Regions from separate parts of the Ovis aries genome. Here region 2 is linked to region 1. A link is a contact called in public Hi-C data. All regions are on one chromosome and are shown on one strand. Each heading gives the region's core, a stretch centred on a gene start, on an enhancer-like site or on the middle of the called end of the contact. The rest is flanking DNA. Distances are from core to core; before and after follow the strand shown. Region 1 holds the start of GNAI3 (G protein subunit alpha i3). Region 2 overlaps LOC101107401 (glutathione S-transferase Mu 1).

Region 1 (3,933 bases), core at 992-3,491:
CGTCGAAGAGAGTCCTTTGCGATTGAAGGCATGTTCTCCACCACTCTCTCCTCCCTTTTAAGATAAATTCATGAGGAATCGCATTTCTAGACAGGGGAAACCATCCAAACATCACTGATGAACTAGTAGCCTGAGCGTTGCCAGCAGGTGGCAGTGTGAGTCTAGTGGAAATAGGAAAGAGGCGTGTGGGTGGGGAGGGGGAGCATTGCCTGGCAGCCATTTTGTTAATTTATTTTGCCTTTTCCTTTGACTTTGCCCTCCAACTCTTCCTTCACCATACTTCAGAAGGAGAGAATCTTGAGTGCAAGGATATTGCTAATTTAGGCTGAAATTTCTTGACACTGTGACCTCACTGGCATTTATTACAGAATTTGACATATGCTGGTTTATTCGCATTTATTTTTCCTTGAGTTGATCATGAAGGAAATAAAATTTTCTCTTCTATTCTGCCGAGAACTTTCCCAACAATTTCTGTCATGACCACCTTCCAGGAGTATTCTAATCACCAGGATCACTTGGTAAAGTTCCATATGTAATTCTTAAACTTGTGAAAGCAGTTCCTAGGCAAAATTTGACTTATAAATCCACTGAAGAAATCAACAGGTTGAGAAAATTGTGCTCTCAAGTTATTTTTTCCCTCACCCCAGTGTTGTTGGAGTAACTCTCAATCCTAAATGAAAAGCTGTTGTCAGGACTTCCAGGTAACATCTTATAATGGCATGGTAGAAAAGGAGTGAATTTGGAGTCAGATCTACTTATTCACTGTGTGAACTTGGAAAGATGCTTAATTTCTCTAAGCCTATCTGTTTATCTGTAAAAATGTGGACAACAACCCACAATCACAGGGTTGTTGTGAATAAACGAGATGACACATCCAAGTACCTAGCCATACCTGGCAAATAGGTACTCCATAAATATTGTTTTTTCTTCCCTTCGTCTTGCCCTTTCTTCCCGTAAGTACTGATATTCTAACAGTCACTAGGAAGAGTAGGAGGCTTGGAACTTTGAAGAACTGGCATTGACAAATTAAGGTGCATGAAGCTATTTAATGTGGTTTTCAAGAAATCCCTCTAATGATCATCAGTCACCGTATATATCTTTCTGTTGGGATCTTATATTCTAAGGTCTAGGTTCGATTGGGGAAATAATATTTAATCATAGGGAAAGGTCTTGGAGGCTGCAAGAGTTCCCCTCTCTAGAATGTACGGTGAATGTTTTTGTGGGGCTCTTTGGAAGTAACGGTAACGTAGGGCTACTTTCACCACAGAATCCAGGATTATGAGTAAAAAGGGTATCAGTGTGGGGCTTTCATAGGGGATTTATCAACTTCCAGGTGATACTATAGCTGAGAAACAAATTTTACTATGACTTCTCTTTTCGTGTGTTACCACAACAGGAAATTTTAATAGAGATTCACAGGATGCACTGGTTTGTTTTAGGGTGTGGAACTTTGGTTGACTAATCTTGGTAGAAGTCCTAAGTCCTTAACGCACGACAATATGTCAGGGCTAAATCTGGCTTGTGTGGGGGAAAGGCAGCATGGAAATTTCATGGAAAAACCACATTCTTACCTTATGTAAGATCTGTTACCGATTTCAAGAGATCCTTTACCGACATAGTAGCTGGGCAACTCAAGCCCACTAGGTACCAGTAGGTGAGCCAGAGAGGGCAGAAAGGGACTGCAAAGTCCCAGGCATGGTGGGTCTTAACTTATTCCAGATGTGGAGCGTGACTGCGTCGAGGCCCCGACTGTAATTCGCATCCCATAGCTCTGGCTGGGACGACGCCAACAGACAAACTATCCTACACTTGGTCTCAGATCTCCACAGCCAGAATTAAACTGGTTTTCTGGCCAGTGGAAAAATTCCCAGCAGAAATTCCCGTGCGGATTGCGGGCTTTTACTTGGGAATTTCCATTCCCCACGCCAATCGGCCGTGCGACCTCGGGAGGGTGCCTTGAACCGGAGAAACCAGTCCCTGGTATCTCTATATTCATCCAAATAAGACAGCCAAAAAGGTGAAAGGGGATTAAAGTCGAGCGGCGCCCGGTAAGCTCGACAGGGCCGCCCCACACCTCGGAACCGACGCTCGGCGTCCTGGTCTCTCTCTCTCCCCGTACTTCCGCTTTTGGTTACGCCTCCTTTACCCCAGCTAAGGAGGTCGAAGAAGTAACGGCCGCGGGCGTTGCCGGAAGTGTCGTAAAACGCCGGATATCCGGTTTCTCTGGGCGCCCTGGGAGCTGACGGAGAGGGCCGCCGCCCAGCAGTAGACTGTGTCTCCGCCTGCCAAGCCGCAGTCTCCGCGGTTTTTGAGTGAGCCCCGGCCCGGTCCCTTCTTTCGCCGCCGCCATGGGGTGCACGTTGAGCGCCGAAGATAAGGCGGCGGTGGAGCGAAGCAAGATGATCGACCGCAACTTGCGGGAGGACGGGGAGAAAGCGGCCAAAGAAGTGAAGCTGTTGCTACTCGGTGAGGGGCTGGGAGCGGGGCTGGCGGGGTGGTTTAGAGGGCCCAGGCACTTGAGAGTCCTAATGGGGGGTCGGGCCGGGCGGGAGGAGAGGACCCCGAAGAATCTGGAGGGCGTGACGGACGTGGGGCGGGGTGTGGGGTTGTGGCTGGTGCCGGAGGGCATGATGAGGGGGTGGGGTTTTGGGGTTGTAGGAATTAGGCTGGAAAGAGGGTGTGCCACCATGCTGGGATTGTGTTTAGCGAAGGAGCTTCTAAATGTGGTCCAGTAGGACATTGAGACTGTATTAGGAATATGGGAAAAGCTCATAAAGGAAGAGCTGATGTTAGAGAAGGTTTTTCAAGGGAAGGGTTAGAGTGAGTTGGTGTTGAGAACGGGAGAGTGTGTTGGGCTTGTATAATGGATTGTGAGTTTGGAGCGTGGTGATACTTTATGACATTAGAGCTGGGGGGCGGGCCTTGAATAATTAATATAAATAGAGAGGGGGTCTTGAACAGAGTGGTCACGTAGGACCCTGTCATTTAAAGAGTGGACATTTTGAGCTCTCGCTGAGGTGGAGGAACCCTGGGTCATCCAGGAACATAAAGGTGTATGGTTGAAATAACTGAAAAGTTCTCAGGTGTAAAGGGAAAGAGTTTGAGTGTAGAGGCTGTGTGTATTTATCCACTATTTCCTATTATTTTTATTTTCTTAAGGTTTTTTTAATAACTCCTTCCACTGTTTTTATAAGAGCTGGTGTGAGCTGAGGATATTTAAAGACTGTCTTGTTTGAGGTTTGTGGCATAGGATGTGATGATGACAATAGATTACACAGTGAGAGTTGATGAATATTTGCTAGGGATGGTGTGCAGTGGGAATGCAGTTATTTTAGGATAAATTATGGAATTGGACTTACTGTAAAAGATGTGATTGTGACAGACTTCTGTTGAGCTGGGGTTTTTTGTTTGTTTCTTCAAACGAAAAATACTGGCTTCAGGAGTTACTGTTTATTTTACTTGACATTCGTTTTAAGTAGTTTTTATGTACAGTCAGATGCATTTTACTCAGCCTGGTTGGTTTTAGAATTTTTGAGAAATTGTTTTCTAGAAGCTCAATGAATCATATAAAATACCCTGATGTCAGCTTACCAATAAATCAGGCCACATTTTTTCTTCACTGTTAGTATTTTCTGGGGATCTGTTAGGGAAGAATAAATGGAAGTAATGGTTTCTGTAAGCGGTAGAACTTTGCTCTTTAAAACAGTTGATTTTGGGGAAAAAGAAGTTGCTTTAGGAGAAGTGCCAAATTTTTATGGTGTGAAGCTCCAGAGGACAGAACGCACCACCGTAACCCAGGGTTTATTCTGCATTCAGGGTGCTCGTGCTAGTCTTTTCATGGTAACGTGTTTGACAGTTTGTAGATTGCAGAAGCCTTGGTAACAGCTTTTTGAATAAAGGGAGGAAGTTATGCACTGGAGTTTGAGCCTTCAG
Region 2 (3,936 bases), core at 185-2,684, 150 kb after region 1:
GAGACAGAATCATGAGTAACTGGAAGAAGTAAAGAGAGGGAAGGAAACTGCCCACTATAAAGACTTCAAGATACAATCCTCCCTGATGTATTGAGGGTTTGGCTCTAGATGCCCACAATACAGTGAAGCAAGTCACATAGCTTTTTTGGTTTCTCAGGGCATGTGAAAGTTGTTTGTAGTATACTGTAGCCTGTAAAATGTGCAATAGCATTATACCTAAATATATATATATATATGTTTATCTTAATTTAAATATCCTTTATTGCTGGGCATTACTTCTCTGGCAGTCCAGTGGTTAGGACTCCATGCTTTCACTGCCAGGGGCCTGGGTTTGATTCGTGCTCTGGAATCTAAGATCCCACATGCTGCACATCTCGGCCAAACAAACAAACAAACAGACCTGAAACTTTCTTGCCAAAAAATGCTGAGACCTTCATCTGAGTCTTAAAGGAGTTTGATTTTTTTGCCACAGTAACATCAAAGATCACTGATCATAGATCGACATAACAAAGATAATCATAATGAAAAAGTAGAAATATTGGGAAAATCACCAAAGATGACACAGAGACAGAAAGTGAGCAAGTGTGGTTGGAAAAATGGCATCAGTTGACTTGCTCAGTGATGGTTGACACGAGGCTTCAGGCTGTGAAATACGCAAAACGCGCAAATCACAGTAGTTTGACGTGGACTGGAATGAGGGATGGCTGTGTATTCTCATCTCTGGGTATATACAGCAGCTAACACGGCCTGTTCTCCATGTGTGGCAGGTCTTAGTAAGACACCATGTTAGTTACAGGAAACTGAAGAGGTAACTTATCAGAACTGGGGACCCTAGGAAGATTGTTTTTTGCTGATTGCTTCACTTCCACAAGGAAGGGTTGGACCAGGGTTCCAACTCAAATCCTGGAGTGGAACTGCGTGAGCCCCAGAGGGGCAGCAGACCTGACCTTCTTTCTCCCACCCTCAGGGCCTGAAGAAGATCTCTGCCTACATGAAGTCCAGCCGCTTCCTCCCACGCCCTGTGTATTCAAAGATGGCTGTGTGGGGCAACAAGTAGTGCTCTGGACGGCAGGAGATGGAGCGAGGAGCCAGTGCTGTGTGTGGAGAGCCGCTGAAGCTTCTTTCTCCCCAGAACCAGATGTTTTGCTTCCTCCTTCTTTCTTTCCATTGGTCACACTTAGGCCTTATTTGGCCCCAACTCTTTCCCAACCCCATTCATCCCAGATCTTTAAGCTCTACAGCACCCCTCTCTTCTTCAGTGAAGTCACCCCCTGACGTTATGCTTTCTGCTCTAAAGCCAACCAGATCATCCTTCCTTTCCATGTTGCTGGTTTTTTTTTTTTTTTCCCCTGCTATGAGTAGCCTGACCAGACCCTTGGCTTAGAGAGCTCAAGCCTGAGCCCCCAGCACTGCCCTGAAGACCAGGACAGGCCTAGTGTGCAGGCCTTGTTCTCCCAGCGTGGGCCCTGCCCAGCCCTGCCGATCACCAATAAAGCCTTAACCACACCTGCTATGTCTTACCTTTTTTCCTCCTGACCATCTGAACTGTCTAACTGGCCCTGCTGCTTCCTAGTAATGAAGTGGTGATGCTGGCAGTGTCTGGGTGCATGAGGATCCTGTCTGGTAGTAGGATGTTCTGAGACTTCCTGTTCCCATTTCTGAGGCCCTCAGAGCAGGAGTCCTCGGAGGGCTCCTTTTATTATAGAAGGGAGGCCTCTTCCTGAGCCTCCATCTCTCATCCATTCCCCCTCCTTATTAAGAGCTCAGGCGCCCTCTGTTGGCTGCTGCGCAGCTGTTATTCAGGACCTTCTTTCTGGGTTACTTCCTCATTTTCTTAGCTACCCACGAGGTAAATTTCTTCAGTCCTCGCATATCTGAAGATGTGTTGCTAGTGTACACTAAAGTAATGTTTTTGTTGGTTATACGATTCTGGTATAAGGACCTTCAGGCCTCTGATGCAATTAGACACAGCTAGAATTAAGCCTTGTTCGTGGGAAGGGTGATGCCAGTCTCTCTTGAATATCTGATGGATATATATATATTTTTTAACTTAAGGCACTTGCTTTTCAGTTCTTGCCAATGTGAGGTATCCAAGTCCAGAGTCTATATAGAGATCTTGGGGCTGTTGTGTTTTTACTTCACATCCTTCTATGAGTATACTAAGTTTCCTGGTCTCCTTTTTATCAGGCACCATTCATCACTGCTTTGCATCCTCTGGAAGTAATTTCAAATCACCCTGTCCAGTGGTCTGCTTAAGAGAGAGTTCTAGGACCTCAGGAGTTCACAGACCATGCTACCATAAATAGTTGTTTACATTGGGGTCTAGTATTCAGTCAAGACTCAGTTGGGAGAAAATGTTACAAATCACAAAGGACTTTTATCCAAAAATATTTAGCTAAAAATATAACCAATGAAAAGAAGAGGCCTAAGTGGCTTTTTGGCCACAATATGTGGCTTGTAGGATCTCAGTTTCCCAACCACAGGTTGAACCCAGGCCCTGGCATTGAAAGCTCAGAATCCTAAACACTAGGCCACCAGGGAACTCCAAGGCCCACGTCTTGACTGGGCATTACAAAAGAGAATATCCCAAAGGCCAGTCAGCATATGAAAAGGTGCCCAACAATATTGGATTTGGGGAAGTTATGAACACAGTTAATCCAATTATATACCCACACAGGCTAAAATTAAAAGGACCAACAATTATTCACAAATATGTGCGGTAACTGGAACCATCACTCACTGCTGGTGGAACAACCACTTTGGAATACCAACAGCACTTCCTGGAACTAAACATAACATCTACCCTATGCCCCTGGAATGCCATGCCTTGTTATATACTAATGAGGATGTGTGCTTATGTCTTAAACAGACATGTACCATAGTGTTCAAAGCGGCTTTATATGAAAAAGCCAAGAACTGGCAACTTTCCAATGTCTGGCAATGCAAGAATGGACAGATAAGCTGGGATATGTTATATAAGTCCATTATACAAATTCACTATTCATATGATGGATTATTATACAATATATAGACTTATGATGAAAATATTATGAAGGGCTACTGCTACACACAATAACATGAATGACTCTCAGAGACACAATGTGGACAAAAGGATGTAGACACCAAATGCACCTGCTACATCCTTCTATTTACATGATCATTAATAGGCAAAATAAGTCCAGAGTAACAGAGGTCAGCTGAATGGTGAGCTTGTCTTTGTTGAAGAGATTGTGCAGGGCTGGAAATGTTCTCTATCTTGACCCAGGTGGTGATTCCATAAAAATATACATATCTAAAAACCCACTGAGTTGTCCACTTAAGATGGTGCACCTTACTGCTTGTGATGGACATAGTCACGGTCTCACTGTTACATTGCTTATGTTTTTCTTTATCATCAGTCTTCCCTGTAGGATATAAATACCTTTCAGGCAGGCATTTCTGTCTCTTCTTGTTCCTGGTCTTACAGGTGTTTGTATACAACCAGAACAGCACCTGGAAGATACTGGGTGTTCAATGAAGAGTTATTAAGCTAGTGGTGTTTACTATTAGGGGGATCACTTCAAGTATTCACTTGACTTTTACTCATGCCTACTTCTTTGGGTACATGTAATTTGTGCGTACATACATTTTTAGGTTCTGCTCTTTTTTCTCTTAATGTTTCCCTTAAAAATCTATACCTATTAGCCATACACTTGTGCACATACTACTAAGTATTTACTGGATATGTCTCATTGCTTCCAGTAGATAAGGTGTAATTTGCCTAGTCAGTCACTCACTACTGGGCAATGTGGGGTTTTCTATTTTTTACTTTTCCTTACGATAGTGTCATCTTAAGCCGATGTTTTTCTCTGGTTTGTGGCCTTTATTTGGTAGATCCCCTAGCAGATACTAGAAGGCAAAATGTGAGAATGGTTTTAAGCTTTAATAGCAGACTAT

The links. A called contact is a pair of places that touch in the nucleus more often than the background predicts.
Region 2: a Hi-C map of tail adipose tissue shows a contact between it and region 1, with 7 times the contacts expected there. The contact joins the enhancer-like site here to the promoter of GNAI3 in region 1. A contact is called at or near these places in 11 of 16 Hi-C or Micro-C datasets (blood, hypothalamus, liver and 4 more).

The regions. Positions count from the first base shown.
Region 1 is chr1:86,783,217-86,787,149 of ARS-UI_Ramb_v3.0, forward strand. GNAI3 (G protein subunit alpha i3) reads left to right here and starts at 2,242. Exons shown (of 9, transcript XM_012106955.5): 1 at 2,242-2,466. The coding sequence starts at 2,349.
Region 2 is chr1:86,935,342-86,939,277 of ARS-UI_Ramb_v3.0, forward strand. LOC101107401 (glutathione S-transferase Mu 1) reads left to right here. Exons shown (of 7, transcript XM_042251990.2): 7 at 968-1,506. The coding sequence ends at 1,057. Among named protein-coding and RNA genes, the nearest start is that of AMPD2, 84 kb to the left of the region's middle. Within about 2 kb of position 1,435, at least 13 of the 54 cell types and tissues checked have an H3K27ac peak or open chromatin away from gene starts, as enhancers often do.